Regions from separate parts of the Mus musculus genome. Here all the other regions are linked to region 1. Evidence: chromatin contacts called from public HiChIP or PLAC-seq and promoter capture Hi-C data. All regions are on one chromosome and are shown on one strand. The core of a region is the stretch at or near the end of the contact, and the rest is flanking DNA. Distances in the headings are between cores, read along the strand shown. Region 1 holds the start of Oxsm (3-oxoacyl-ACP synthase, mitochondrial). Region 2 holds the start of Thoc7 (THO complex 7). Region 3 holds the start of Atxn7 (ataxin 7). Region 4 holds the start of Ube2e1 (ubiquitin-conjugating enzyme E2E 1). Region 5 holds the start of Nkiras1 (NFKB inhibitor interacting Ras-like protein 1).

The links. HiChIP or PLAC-seq counts read pairs in DNA pulled down with a chosen protein or histone mark. Capture Hi-C pulls out chosen DNA fragments and counts their contacts.
Region 2: a contact with region 1 is called in an H3K27ac HiChIP or PLAC-seq map of bone marrow-derived dendritic cells, with 11 times the contacts expected there. The contact joins the promoter of Thoc7 here to the promoter of Oxsm in region 1. A contact is called at or near these places in 6 of 39 promoter capture datasets (the 3T3-L1 cell line, the C10 cell line, erythroid cells and 3 more), 1 of 484 Hi-C or Micro-C datasets (muscle stem cells), 3 of 115 datasets of contacts at active chromatin or transcription factors (acute myeloid leukemia, bone marrow-derived dendritic cells and large pre-B cells) and 1 of 9 other capture datasets (adipose tissue).
Region 3: a contact with region 1 is called in a promoter capture Hi-C map of adipose tissue, with 3 times the contacts expected there. The contact joins the promoter of Atxn7 here to the promoter of Oxsm in region 1. A contact is called at or near these places in 3 of 39 promoter capture datasets (the C10 cell line, cranial neural crest and pre-B cells), 2 of 484 Hi-C or Micro-C datasets (muscle stem cells and pre-B cells), 6 of 115 datasets of contacts at active chromatin or transcription factors (acute myeloid leukemia, astrocytes, bone marrow-derived dendritic cells and 3 more) and 2 of 9 other capture datasets (adipose tissue and liver).
Region 4: a promoter capture Hi-C map of adipose tissue shows a contact between it and region 1, with 2.7 times the contacts expected there. The contact joins the promoter of Ube2e1 here to the promoter of Oxsm in region 1. A contact is called at or near these places in 3 of 115 datasets of contacts at active chromatin or transcription factors (astrocytes, embryonic stem cells and large pre-B cells) and 2 of 9 other capture datasets (adipose tissue and macrophages).
Region 5: a contact with region 1 is called in an H3K27ac HiChIP or PLAC-seq map of trophoblast stem cells, with 6 times the contacts expected there. The contact joins the promoter of Nkiras1 here to the promoter of Oxsm in region 1. A contact is called at or near these places in 3 of 39 promoter capture datasets (cranial neural crest, liver and pre-B cells), 2 of 484 Hi-C or Micro-C datasets (myeloid progenitors and uterus), 9 of 115 datasets of contacts at active chromatin or transcription factors (astrocytes, bone marrow-derived dendritic cells, cardiomyocytes and 6 more) and 3 of 9 other capture datasets (adipose tissue, liver and macrophages).

What each region holds. Positions count from the first base shown.
Region 1 is chr14:16,242,010-16,244,653 of GRCm38.p6, reverse strand. It overlaps Oxsm (3-oxoacyl-ACP synthase, mitochondrial), which reads left to right and starts at 1,323. Exons shown (of 3, transcript NM_001359883.1): 1 at 1,323-1,364; 2 at 1,856-2,644. The coding sequence starts at 1,887.
Region 2 is chr14:13,959,976-13,962,619 of GRCm38.p6, reverse strand. Thoc7 (THO complex 7) reads left to right here and starts at 1,307. Exons shown (of 8, transcript NM_025435.3): 1 at 1,307-1,435. The coding sequence starts at 1,417. It also overlaps a transcript of Atxn7 not described here.
Region 3 is chr14:14,011,186-14,013,829 of GRCm38.p6, reverse strand. Atxn7 (ataxin 7) reads right to left here and starts at 1,339. Exons shown (of 12, transcript NM_139227.4): 1 at 1,080-1,339; 2 at 461-757; 3 at 175-243. The coding sequence starts at 746.
Region 4 is chr14:18,330,522-18,333,165 of GRCm38.p6, reverse strand. It overlaps Ube2e1 (ubiquitin-conjugating enzyme E2E 1), which reads left to right and starts at 1,322. Exons shown (of 6, transcript NM_009455.3): 1 at 1,322-1,479; 2 at 2,032-2,216. The coding sequence starts at 2,065.
Region 5 is chr14:18,269,838-18,272,481 of GRCm38.p6, reverse strand. Nkiras1 (NFKB inhibitor interacting Ras-like protein 1) reads right to left here and starts at 1,346. Exons shown (of 4, transcript NM_023526.4): 1 at 1,159-1,346. Rpl15 (ribosomal protein L15) reads left to right here and starts at 1,496. Exons shown (of 4, transcript NM_025586.3): 1 at 1,496-1,523; 2 at 2,022-2,203; 3 at 2,439-2,575. The coding sequence starts at 2,032.

The DNA.
Region 1 (2,644 bases), core at 74-2,573:
CCTTACAGGAGTAAGTGCCTAGGGCATCTGCACGGCCAGAAAGTTTCACTGCAGCATGGATGATGACATGACTTCTCCATGGCTGCATAGACAGAGTTCCCCTTTCAGCTAACCTTCCACAGTCCACATACCCCAATGCCTTTTGAGATCAGAAATTTGTATGTAAAACAAATTGCCAAAAGGTACTGGAGGAAACAGCACAATTTTCACTGCAGGGAGATCATACTAAGCAAATGGTGAGCTACTGGATCAGGAACAAGTTGAATTTTCTTAAACATTTTAGACAGAGTAGACAATAAATCATATCCAGGAGTAATGAGGAAATAGCTAAACTTACCTCAGATTCTTTTCTACATTTGGAAAGCAAGCATACGTGGCAACGATGGCCTGAAGAGGTTATTGCCCACAAGAAAATATATAATCATGACTACAAGATAGCATAGTCTATCCTTTATCTGAAGAAAAAGCAAAGCTCACACGTGGGACAGACTTGAACAGTTAATAGACATCCCCTGGCTGTGTTGCTACTTATCCTACTTATCCATTACAGATTTATCTCTGAGCAAGTAAAACTTTCGTAAGCTCAGGAATTTCCACTTCAGATATTGGGCAATCTTCTGGTCACTTCCTGTCATGAGTCAGCCCTTTTTATTGTTACAGAAGTAGCTGTTTACATCATTTGCTAAAGTAAATAAAGGTAAGGAAAAATGGAGGTAGAGGGGACACCATAAGCACTGCAGATCACTACAGACGTTAGGTTTTGTTATATTTTAAAGACAAAGTCTTCAGGTTGGTAGCCCAGGCTCCCTTTGCACTCTCTCCACAGCTGAGGACAGAGCTCCTGATCCTCTGCCGCCCAGGTGCTGAAATTGAGCGGTACCATTATCTGATCTCTTTGCAAACCTTTAAAAGTTTTGTAACTAACGTCTCCTAACAAATTCTCAACGTCTTTGCACATTTCTAAGTATTCAGCCATAGTATTATTTTATTGTCTACGTGGCATTTAGATGTTTCCCCAAACGACCTCGGTTTCTTGGTGACATTCTGAAGAGTTCTATGAATATTTTCTACAGAGCTACCAGGGAGGCTACAGCTATAGGTCCTCCCCGGAATGTCCTGGGGAAATGACAGCCGCCCTTCTCTGGCAGCACAGGAATATCTAGGCATTATCGCTGTTGACTAGGTGAGGTTTCCCAAGCGATCAAAACAGGCTCTGAGGCTAGAGCGGGGCACTCACAACCCGGAACCCGGAGGAAGCTCTGGCCGGAGCGTCTGACCTCTGACATCAGGCACCGGGCGGAAACGCTGCGCTGCGGATGAGTGCGCATGCGCACTCGGTGGGCGCCCGCAAAGGCTTGTTTCAGGTAGTGACTGCAGTGTGCACCCGGGTTTCAGGGTAGGGGTGGAGGGCGTCGCGTGGCTGTGAATCCCTGAGAGCTCCTAACGCTGAGCTCGGGAAGTTACACCCGGCCTTCCTAATACGGCGGTGCTGGGCTGTGGCGGGACCGCCTGAAAGGTTATCTGCCCTACACGGAAGTAGATAAAGTGCACAAGGCAGAATGGGCCTGAGGCGGCCTCCTGTGCATTAATCTTAGAAATGCCACATGGACTCAGTCCACACTGTACAGTAATCTTCGGTGAGCCTGAAGAAGGATGCCCCCTGTAGGGTGGGTTGGCGTTGTAAAACCCAGTGAGCTAGCTATCAGTTGACAGTCTGAAGGACCTCATAGATTACAAATAAAAGTTAAGTCCAAGCGAGGGTTGCATTTCTCTGTGACCACAGTCACACCTAGGGTGTGTGTAAGATTCTACTGTCGTTTAAATGATGCTTGCTGTCTCTTGTGGTCTATTCCAGGAATGTGTTTCTGATCTTCTGAATTTCAACCATGTTGTCAAAATGCTTGCAACATTTTCTAAAAGCCACAATCTCCCATCCATATCCAGCGTCATATTCTTGGTTAATAAGCAAACACAGATTTTATGGAACTGTGCCAGCAGCCATGTTGCGCAGACGAGTTGTCATCACAGGCATTGGCCTAGTGACACCACTTGGCGTTGGGACTCAACTAGTTTGGGATCGGCTTCTCCGAGGAGAAAGTGGAATTGTTTCTGTGGTTGGTGATGAGTACAAGAATATCCCTTGCAGTGTAGCTGCTTATGTACCAAGAGGTCCACATGAAGGTCAGTTTAATGAAGAAAACTTTGTGTCCAAATCAGATGCCAAGTCCATGTCTTCTTCCACCATCATGGCTGTTGGGGCAGCAGAGTTGGCCCTGAAAGACTCCGGCTGGCATCCGAAACGAGAAGCAGATCAGGTGGCTACTGGCGTTGCCATTGGCATGGGCATGGTTCCTCTTGAAGTTATTTCTGAAACTGCTTTGCTGTTTCAGACCAAAGGTTATAATAAAGTCAGCCCATTCTTTGTCCCTAAGATTCTGATCAATATGGCTGCAGGCCAGGTTAGCATTCGCTACAAACTCAAGGGCCCCAATCACTCAGTGTCCACAGCCTGCACCACAGGTGCACATGCTGTGGGAGACTCCTTTAGATTCATAGCCCATGGTGACGCAGATGTGATGGTGGCTGGGGGCACAGACTCTTGCATTAGTCCATTATCTCTCGCTGGGTTTTCCAGAGCCCGGGC
Region 2 (2,644 bases), core at 58-2,557, 2.3 Mb after region 1:
CATTTGGAAGAGGTCATTTATGCTTCAAAATCTTCATTCAGGGTAATTTCTGCCTTTGTGACAAAAGTAGATACTGTATTTGACCCATACATAGTTCTGCCTAGAGGTTAAAAACCACCTCCCTTGAATGATCCCAAGTCTTCCGCTAGAAAGAACTGAGGGAACACAGGGCCGATGCATGGATCCCACTTAAGAAATCTCAACAACCAAAAAATGACCCCACACCATTGCCTTATGCAGGATCTGAAGGTTCAAGGGATTGGGATCATGAAAACTGATAAACAAAAACCTGGGTTATAAAGTCAAACTCTACCCTGTTGGAGGTCAAATCAACTCTCAACAGGAACATGGTTCCACTAGGAGAACATTCCTCAATGTTGAATCAAAATGATTTTTTGTTTTGTTTTGTTTTGTTTTGTTTTTTTGTTTTGTTTTGTTTTGTTTTTTGTTTTTCGAGACAGGGTTTCTCTGTGTAGCCCTGGCTGTCCTGGAACTCACTTTGTAGACCAGACTGGCCTCGACTGCCTGCCTCTGCCTTCCAAGTGCTGGGACTAAAGGCGAGCGCATTCACTGCCCGACTCCCCCCCCCCCCCCGGGAGGGGGGTGGTTTATTTCATTTTTCAGAAGAGATGACACTATAACCTGCAGTGTGTTCTAGAAATGTGTACTCCGCACCCCCAAGTAATGTGTTTGCAATGAGCAGCACCCCCACCCCCAACACCTACTTTCAACTTCCCTTTAAGAAGCAGTTTTTGAAAAGCAAAGTTAGTATGAAAATGAAGGCACCCCATCTGGATTCCAGCAGCGAGGGAGAACTGGATGAGAGGTGAGAACCGGAGGGACCTGAGCCCTGGGTCCTGAGTGACGCTCCCCAGACAGGTGACCAAGTTTCTTTCCCCCGCTTCGCCAGCACCCGCCAGAGCTCAGGAAGGGAGGATGGCTTGCCGCGCCCGCCTCAAGAATACGGGTTCGAGACCCACGGCGGCAGTGGCCGCGCCCCCGTCCCACCGGAGCGCACGGTCGGGGCAGCCCGGGACAGAGGTCACCTGGAGCGTCAGGCGCGGAGCCCCGCGAGCGCGCGCAGCCCGAAGCTCACCTGGCGGCTGGCCGCGGCCTCCAGGGCGGCCTGTGGGCGCGGGCAGGGCGGGACGGCGGTGTCCCCGGGCCCAGCCGCCGCCGCCCGCCCTCCCGCCGCCCGTCTCGCCCTTCACCCGCCGGCCGCTCCGCGCCCCAGGAGAGCGGCGAGCGCGGGTCCGCGGCGGCGCGGCGCGCGCGCCGGCGCGACTCAAAAGTCGGAGAGGGCGGCGGGCGCCGCCGCCTCCTCCTCCATGACTGTTTACCCGGCTGCATTGTGGGAGTTTGACCTTCGCCGCCAACCGCCGCCTCAGCTCGGCCGCCGCCGCCGCCGCGCACGCCATGGGAGCCGTGACTGACGGTGAGGCCTCGGCGGGTGCGGGGACGCGGGGCAGCGCCGGGATCCGGGCCGTCTGGGGTGGGGGGCTCCCGGGGCGGTGCGCGGCGGGGAGAGGCGCAGGGCGGCTCGCTCGGCCCGGGCGATGCAGTGCCCCGAGGGGGCCGCCTGGGGGGCTTCCCGGGCCGGGCTGGGTCGGGCCCACGGGCAGCGCGGCGGGCCCCAGGGAGCGCAGGAGCTCGGAGGGCGGTGGAGTGAGGACCCCGAGCTGGGGACGGCGGCTAAGAGGAACAGGGGTGTCTGGAGGGCCGGTCGGGAAGTGTATCTGGGCGACTTACAAGGTAAGGCGCCAGCATGGGAAGAGGCCGGCGGCTTGGACCGCGGCAACAAAAGGAAGGCATGTTGGAGCGGGTGAGTTGTTGGCCTGAGTGGATTAGGAGTGATGGATGGTGGACAGTAGATGTCTGTGGGCTGAGAGCAGAAATAAGAGCGCGTTTGGGAGAAGGATGGACTGACACGATAGGCAACTGGAGCAGGAACTGAGAAGGTACCCGCTTTGGTAGAAAGGTTCCGGTGGCTTGATGTTGTTTGATGGGCTGATCAATAGCTATGGATCCCAGTGGAGAAACAGGGGACTTCCAGAAATGAACAACGATCGGCCCAAATTTGAGGACGGGCCGAGGAAATACCGATGTGGGTATAAATAAAGGCCTCGGAACTTGGTAGGGGGGATTTTAACCTTGGTTTTGTTTTTTTTTAATTCGAGTTTAATTTATTCAGGAAGTACTTAGCTTACTTCTAGGCAATACTTTACTGAACACGTTTGATACCCAGAAGCAGCAGGTAAAGGTGTTTCCTCTTATACGTCTGCAGTGGCTGTAAACATTAAAAATTGGTAGGGTGGCTGTGTGTGTGTGTGTGTGTGTGTGTGTGCGCGCGCGCGCGCCTGCCTGCCTCTCTTTGAGCTGTCTCTGCCTCCCTCCCTCCCCCAGGCAGGCCACCCTACTAGAGTGGCAGTCAGAGGACACTTGCTGAAGTCACTTCTTCACTTCCACCAGATGGGTCCTGGGAATTGAACTGAGGTGGTCTTTCTACTGGTGATTAGAAAACTTGACAAATTTGCTTTCCCCCTTCCTTTGAAGGGTAAATAGGTGTTTTAAAACTGGAATTACAAGTGACCAACCACTTGCCAAAATGATGAAAGAAATTCAAGATGGCATATAGAACTTAGAA
Region 3 (2,644 bases), core at 90-2,589, 2.2 Mb after region 1:
TGCTGCCCATTACAGAGAGCCCCTAGAAATGAGATTTCTTCCTAAATGTTCTACCCACCCTCTTCCATCCTCTTCAGCAGAGACCTCAATGTGGCAAGCAGGGAAGGTGGGCTGAAGCAACAAGAAAACTTCCCCAAGGTTGGGTACAAACTCCACCAGGGGGGCTGGACTCACCTTCCCGGCAGAGCCCCATGACTTCGCGGTTTTTCCCAAACTCCTTGAAACTTTCATCCAATTCGGTCCCTAGGAGATATACACACACAGGAGGAGGGGAGAGGCAGGTCAGTGGCTAGGAGTGTGACGCACGCTCACGCACGCTCCGGGTAGGTGTGGGCACCCAGCAGAAGATAGCATCTCTGACCCCCGTGGGGGCGGCCACAGGACACGGCGCGGGGGAGGGGATCGGGGCCAGAGGAGGGGGGCGGGGGGGCGGGGGGAACCAGGAGGCGTGGACACTCACCATCCTTCCCAGGAAGTTTGGAAGCTTCCACCCACAGATTCCACGACTGTCCCAGCATCGCTTCGGGACTGGGCAAGGGCCTGCGCTCCCCAACCGTCGCCATGGCGGCGGCCGAGGTGGTGGTGTCCCCGGTGCCGCCGTCCTCCGCCCGTGGGCGCCGCAGCGGCGGGTGCTGCCGCTGGGGCTGCAGAGGCTGTGGCTGCTGCTGCTGCTGCCGGGCGGCCGCTGCTCCGCCCGCCGCGCGGCGCGGCTCCCCCCTGACGTCATCCGCGGCCCGCTCCGACATTCTTTCCGCTCCTACAATGTAACAAAAAGGGGGAAAAGAGTGGCGCGGGGGCCGCTTTTAAGGAGGCTCCGCGGAGTTCCGGCGGCGTGCGCGGCCCGCAGGCCCGCGGTGCTGTCAGCCCCCGGCCCCTGCCGCCGCCCGCCTCCCCGCCCGGGCGCAAAGTCCGCGGCGCCACCGGCTTTCGCTTTCGCCTCCCGCGGCCCTCGTAGGGCGCCGGCTGCGGCTGCCACTGCGGCGCTGGCCGCCCTGCCGGGCCCGGCTCGGGAGGCCAGCGCCCGGAGCCGAACTGCCGCGACCTCAGGCCTGCCTGCGCCCCGGCCCGCGGCTGCCCACCCTGCGGGCGCTCGCATCCCGGCCCAGCCGGCAGCCCCGCTCCTTCCTTCCGTCCGCGCGTCCGTCCGAGCGGCGGCGCCCGGCCGGCTCCCTTAAGCGGAGGCGCCTCCTGTCGCCTCCTCCCCCTCGCCGGTCCCTCCCTCTCTGCTCGCTCCGGCGAAGTTTGCACGTCAAGCCCCCGGAGTGGAGCCAGGGCGAAGTCGGAAACGCAGCCACCTATGGAAGAGCCTGCCGGTCGGCCCCGGCGCAGTAACGAAAGCGTCGCCCAGGCCCTCCCTCCGGAGCCCCGGGCACCAGCAATTCGCTCTGGGCTCGCGGGAGGCTGCACAGTAGCTGGAGCATGAATGGGAAGCAGCCACTGTGCGGACGCCCAGAAACCAAAGCTGCCAGTGGCAGGTGTGAAAATGCCGCCCAGGTGTTAGCCCAGGCGTCCGCATCGAGCCCCTGCTGCTTGGCCAGCCAGGAACGTGCACTTGAGTGCCCACAACTGAAGGTCACACTGTGTCCTGCGAACTTGAATTTCTTCTCCAGCAAGAAGGAAGCTACAAAATCAGTGTATCACTTTAAAGTTGGGTTGTTAGTCTCTCACTATTTATGGCTGTCTTTCCTAGAATCCGATGAGACCCCCATGGCTTAAGGAATATACCAGACGTTCGTCAGATTTGGATCACAAATTAATAAGCACTAGCACATACAGTCACCCCCTCCCCGACCATCAAACAAGTAAAGCACAGGAGTGGACCACCACAGGGTGCCTTTAGTTCCTATTAAGCTGTTATCTCATTTCAGTAAAGCAGCATCTTTTTAGCCTGCTCAGAGCCTCAGGCTTACAGGTGCCTTCTGGGACTGTATGAAGAGGTGAGCTTTCTCGACTTGCTGCTATTATCTGTTGGCTTTGGGGGGGGGGGCAAATATTTAGTAAGACAGATGTGACCAACATCTCTGTTGAAGTACAAAAAACCTTTCAAATGTTAAAATGAACGCAAAAGTGCATATGAAAATGTTTCCATAATATATTAAAGCCAGGACTTGGAGAAGGGGTTTGACATAGGTGCAAGTTTAAAAGCTTGAGCTGGGTGTGGTATGCACCCAGAGTCCCCAGTGTTTGGGAGGCTGAAGCAAGTGTGCAGCATCGTAATACAGGTGAGACTGAGAAACACAGTAAGAGCTTGTCTTAAATAAATAAAGCAGAAACACAATTTCTGTGAGACACATTTAGAAATGTGTCTATAGGGTCCCCCCCCCCCACTGGATTGCACACCAAGAAATCCAAAAAGGAATCTGCTGAGTGTTTATCAAAGGACAGTTGCTTTTTGAACACTCAGGCTATACACCTACATACAGATTCAACTAACTGAAGTTTGGAATATATTTTCCTTAATTTAAAAACTGAGCCTGGCATGGTGGCACACATCTTTAATCCCAGCACTTGGGAGGCAGAGGCAGGCGGATTTCTGAGTTCAAGGCCAGCCTGGTCTACAGAGTGAGTTCCAGGACATCCAGGGCTATACAGAGAAACCCTGTCTCGAAAAACCCAAAAAATTAAATAAATAAATAAATAAATA
Region 4 (2,644 bases), core at 73-2,572, 2.1 Mb before region 1:
GAATGAGGTAATTTAAAGTGGACCATGGAAATTCGAGTGCTGTTGTCTGCTCAGTACACAAGATCTCTGTGAACTTGGATGGCAGGGGTCTGTTCCCTTCAGGGTAAACGGCAAACTGGTAAGAAACTAAGTCCTAATTTAATGGTGGAATTAAAAAAAATAAATTTCGGTACAGTGCCACACAAGGAACAATTTAGTGGCATTGTTGTGTGATTATCCTAAAAATATTATTTGAATAGCATCATATTGGAGTAAAAAGAAAGTAGGGTGCTTTCTAGAACTTTTTTTCCCCATTACTAAGACTCAGACATATCTAATTTAAGAATTCCAAATCCTGAGGCAGGCGGATTTCTGAGTTCGAGGAGAGCCTGGTCTACAAAGTGAGTTCCAGGACAGCCAGGGCAAGTCCTGTCAAAATCATTGGCTCAAGGTTTATTTTCAGTGATCTTATAATCCCAAGCCCGGTCGTAGTTACCTGTCCCGAACCCCAATTGCATACATTAAAAAAAAAAAAGTCCACATCCTTTTCAATAACAAGTGAAAGGGGAAGGAGGGTGGTATCTAGTATAAAATTGCACATGCCTGGTGTCCTGAACAGAATCCCAGTCTGGGTTTTTTCTCACAGGCGTGACCTCTGCTCCAAGCACGTAATTGCCAGAGGGAGGAACAAGTGTCATCAGCTCAAAGGAAAAACCTGTTAGGGGTCTTTTCCTTTCCTTTCCTTTCCTTTCCTTTCCTTTCCTTTCCTTTCCTTTCCTTTCCTTTCCTTTTTCCTTCTCTTTCCTTTCCTTTTTCCTTCCCTTTCCTTTTTCCTTTCCTTTTCCCCCTTTCCTTTCCTTTCCTTTCCTTTCCTTTCCTTTCGTTTCTCCTTTCCTCTTTTCTTTTCCTTTCCTTTCTCCTTTCCTCTTTTCCTTTCCTTTCTCCTTTTCTCTCCTTTTCTCTCCTCTTCTCTTCTCTTCTCTTCTCTTCTCTTCTCTTCTCTTCTCTTCTCTTCTCTTCTCTTCTCTTCTTTTCTTCCATTCTTTCTTTTCAAACGAATCACTTTTGGGGAGGAGTCAAAGTCCTCGCCAGGAGAGTACCATCTTTTCCCCACACCGGCCCCCTCACTCCCCAGCCTTTTCCCAAAGCCCTCCTGGGAAGAACTTCCCCTGGTCACCCCGGGCTCCACCTGCCCCAGTGGCCCCCAATCCCGCCCGGTTGCCTCGGCTCCGCCCGGCGCGGCGTCCCCAGGCCAAGCCGGGGTCGCTCGGGGCTCCCGGGCCGCGGCCCCCAGGTGCGGCGGGGGAGGGGCGCGGGGCGGGGCGGAGAGGAGGAGTGGCGCGGAGCGTGTGCGGCCGGGGAAGCCATTGCCTGGTTAATAGTTGCTGTTGCTGCACTTCCGCTTCTCTCCCAGTGAGAGCGAGACACGAGTGGCCAGGCCCAGTCGCAGCCGCAGCAGCAGCCGCGGCGGCGGCACGGAGCAGCCAGACACAAAGAGAGGTGCGGGGGCCCCTCAGGGCGGGCGGGCCGCGGGGCCTGGGGCCGCGGGGCCGGGGGACGGGCGGCACCGCCGGGCCGCGGGCAGCAGGGCCGGGCGACCGGGATGGCGTGGCGGGCCCGGGCGGCGGGGGCCGCGCGAACTGTCAGAGCGGCCCGGTCCCCGCGGGGACCCGCCCGCCCGGGGCGCATTGTGCGCGTCGGCCTGCGAGCGCAGCCCCGCGTGGCCCGGCCTGGCCAGGAGCCGTGTCCCCGCGGCCCACGCGGCCCACGCTCGGCTTGCTCACCCACTCTCGCTGCTCGGCTCGTCCCGACCTCGCCAAACTCGAGCGGACGCCGGGAGGCCTGGGGGACCGCGGCGGCGGCTCCCGGCCCTCCCCGGGCCGCCCCCGCGCGATCGTGGCCCCCGTGTCTCTTCGGCCGGTGCGGCGGTGGGCCCCGAGCCTCTGCAGGCAGCGGGGGCGGCCCGGCCCGCGCCCTCCTGACAGCGGAGTTCCTTCCCTCTTTGCAGCGCCTGCATGGTCTGTGTTTCTGTTTTGTTTCCTCCCCCTGCAGGGGCCGTTCGCGGGGTGGGGTGGGGGGTTCGCTATGTCGGATGACGATTCGAGGGCCAGCACCAGCTCCTCGTCATCTTCGTCCTCCAACCAGCAGACCGAGAAAGAAGGCAGCACCCCCAAGAAGAAGGAGAGTAAAGTCAGCATGAGCAAAAATTCGAAGCTTCTCTCCACCAGCGCTAAGAGGTATCCCACTCCTTTCTCCACAGGCATCCGAGCTTCCCAGTGGCCTCGTGCTGCATGTCAGGGAGGGAGGCTTCAACGACGTTCTCGTGAGTTCTCAGGCAGGAAAATGGGGCATGGGAGTCCCACCTGTTTTCTCTACTGCTCGCTGCTTCTGGTTTTGTTAGTGCCCTCGTCCATATGCAGGAGTTGTGGTTGGCCTCGTCCGTTTCTTGTTGAAGTTTCAAGAATCCTCATTACTTTTATGAGTGACTCCCAATGTGATTTCAGAGTCTTCATCCTAGTAATCACGAATCTCTGACTTCCCGGAGGCTGTCATCATACTTCATTATTAAGAGTACCTTCCTGGGCAACTCTGTTAAAACTAGTTCTGACCATCTTTCTTCCTCTTCACCTGTTGCAGGGGTGGTGTTTTCTGAATAGGGTTTTCT
Region 5 (2,644 bases), core at 97-2,596, 2.0 Mb before region 1:
TTATAAAAGTTGTCCTGGTCATGGTGTCTCTGCACATCAATGAAACACATTACTACTGAACTACACTCACAGACTTGTAATTTATTCTTCAGCATTATTAAAAAAAAAAAAATCATCCAGGAGGCTCAGCAATTAGAACACTGGCGGCTCTTGCAGAGCCCCCAGGGTTCAGTTCCTAGCACCTACATGGAAGTTTTCAACCACTTCCACCTACCTCAGTGGGCCCCAGGTACAAAGGTGGTCGTGCACAAACATACATCCAAGTAAACACACATAAATAAACACACATAGCCTAAAAATAAACGTTAAAAAATTTTTGAAGACTGTCCTAAAAGAATTCATATCCTTCACTCCATGCTAACTTGCAAGCTCCACCAGATGTGCTTAAAAGAGAAAAAAGTCAGTTACTGCCCCTCCCCCCCCCCCCCCGCACCCCAACCCCACCTCGTCCAGGCTCCACTTGCCAGGACGCTGAGACACTGTACCGCTCAATACCCCTCCACTCCTTCAATGTGTGTCCTTTACACTTGGCATCAAAAGCAATACATAGCATAGTGTTAACGCTTGCTCCCAAGGCTAGAACTTGTATGTTGTCTGAGCTGCATCACCAGCAGCTGAGACTGAGCTCCACGCATATTAAGCAATACATCTGTTGAATTTTTAAATAGGACAGGTGAGGACTCTTAAAATGCTAAAGCTGCCATTTATTCTAAAAGATAAGAAGAGCCACAGATTGATGGAAAAGGTAAACATGATTCCCAAAACCTTTGCCACAAACAAGCGTAGTTTATTAAAACCACACAACTGTATGAAAATAGAAAATTCTGGAACTACAAAAACTCCAATACACCATTACTTCTCAATAAAGAACGCAGTGCAGAATGCCAGCATTTCTTCCTGAAACGGGTCATGGCAAATGAACAATTTGCTATCCTAAAAACGCCTATAAAATCAAGTCCCCGGGCACCTCGGAAAATTCAGAGGGGGACGGGCACCACAGTCCACCCACTAGCCTGGTTCGCGCAAGTCCAAAGTCCCTGGCCGGCCTTAAGGACACGCAAGGTCCACGCGTACCACTTCGCCTACGACCAAGTCACGGCCGTCCTGCGGTCACTGTGCTCCGAGATCACGGAGCGAGGCGCCGGTGGAAACACCAACCTGACACTGCAGGGCAGTGAGACAGCAGCACGCAGGTCACCGCGGTCCGAAGGCGTCCCTCTGGAGCCGGTCCCCGACCTGCTTCCTCCGGCCCCTTGACGTGACGTAAGCAAACTCGCCGCCTCTCACTTTCCGCAGCCTTGGCAGCTCAGGAGCACTGCTGAGAGCTTGGGAGAGCATCCGGAAGCGGCGGGCTGTCCCAGCCTGACTCCGCCCACCAGGTTGGATGTCGGGACTACAAGCCCCAAGAGGCACAGTGCGGCTACAATGCCCCACCGGAAGGAGGGTCGCCGGGGTGGGAGGAGGAGCCACAAAAGGGATTGTGGGAGAAAGCCTTCTTCCTTTCCTCTGGCGGCAGCCATCAGGTAGGGCGGCGGGGTGGTGTTTGTGTGTCTATCCGTCGCGAATCGCGCTAGTCTTCAGCCATCCGACCCCGGCGACCCTACGGCCTCGGAGTTTCTGCCTCGCACGAGCGCCTAGTGAGGATACGGGGTGGAGAGGGTACGAATACGCCGCCGTCCGGGAGGCTTGAGAGACGCAATGGCGGCAGGATCCGAGCTGGGCCGGGGACTGAAGGAGGCGTGGGATGGAAGCGTGGCCTCGGCTTGCCTCTCATCAGGCCGCCCGGGTGGGACGAAGCTCTCCTGGTCTTACTCGCGGTGGCGGTTATAACCCTGCTGCCAGTTCTGGCGGCCTCCGGGAGTATGGAATAGTCAGTCCCGCCCAGCCGGCCCTGCGCCTTGCTGCCTCTGCAGAGCCCTTCTCATTCCCGGTGGACGGTGGGGCTCCAGGAAGGATGGAGAGGCCGTAGTCAATGTCCTTGACAGCGATCGCTCTTTCGATTTGCTTCTTCCTCTCAAAAGGTGAGCCAAGATGGGTGCATACAAGTACATCCAGGAGCTATGGAGGAAGAAGCAGTCCGACGTGATGCGCTTTCTTCTGAGGGTCCGCTGTTGGCAATACCGCCAGCTCTCTGCGCTGCACAGGGCTCCCCGCCCCACCCGGCCTGATAAAGCTCGAAGACTGGGATACAAGGCTAAGCAAGGTGCGTGAGGTCACGATGTGGGTGGTCTATAACACTCCCAGAAAAGTCGGCGGGCCTCAGTTTGGAAGTGCCCCCCCCCCCAAAAAACCTGCCTGATTTAGCTATGCTAAATGTGATATAGGTTACAGATATACTTTAGTCTACATAGTCTATCTTTGTAATTAAAAGGAAGCATTGGAAAGTCTTAACTTAGTCTAACGTATTGGTGGTTGGGTTGTTTTGTTTGTTTGTGTAGGCTATGTCATTTACAGGATTCGTGTCCGCCGTGGTGGTCGTAAACGCCCAGTTCCTAAGGGTGCAACTTACGGCAAGCCTGTCCACCATGGTGTTAACCAGCTGAAATTTGCCCGAAGCCTTCAGTCTGTTGCTGAGGTGAGTTGTTGGGAGTATCGATTGTCTTGACAACCCATTAGGAATGGTGGGCTAGGAAGAAACGGGGAA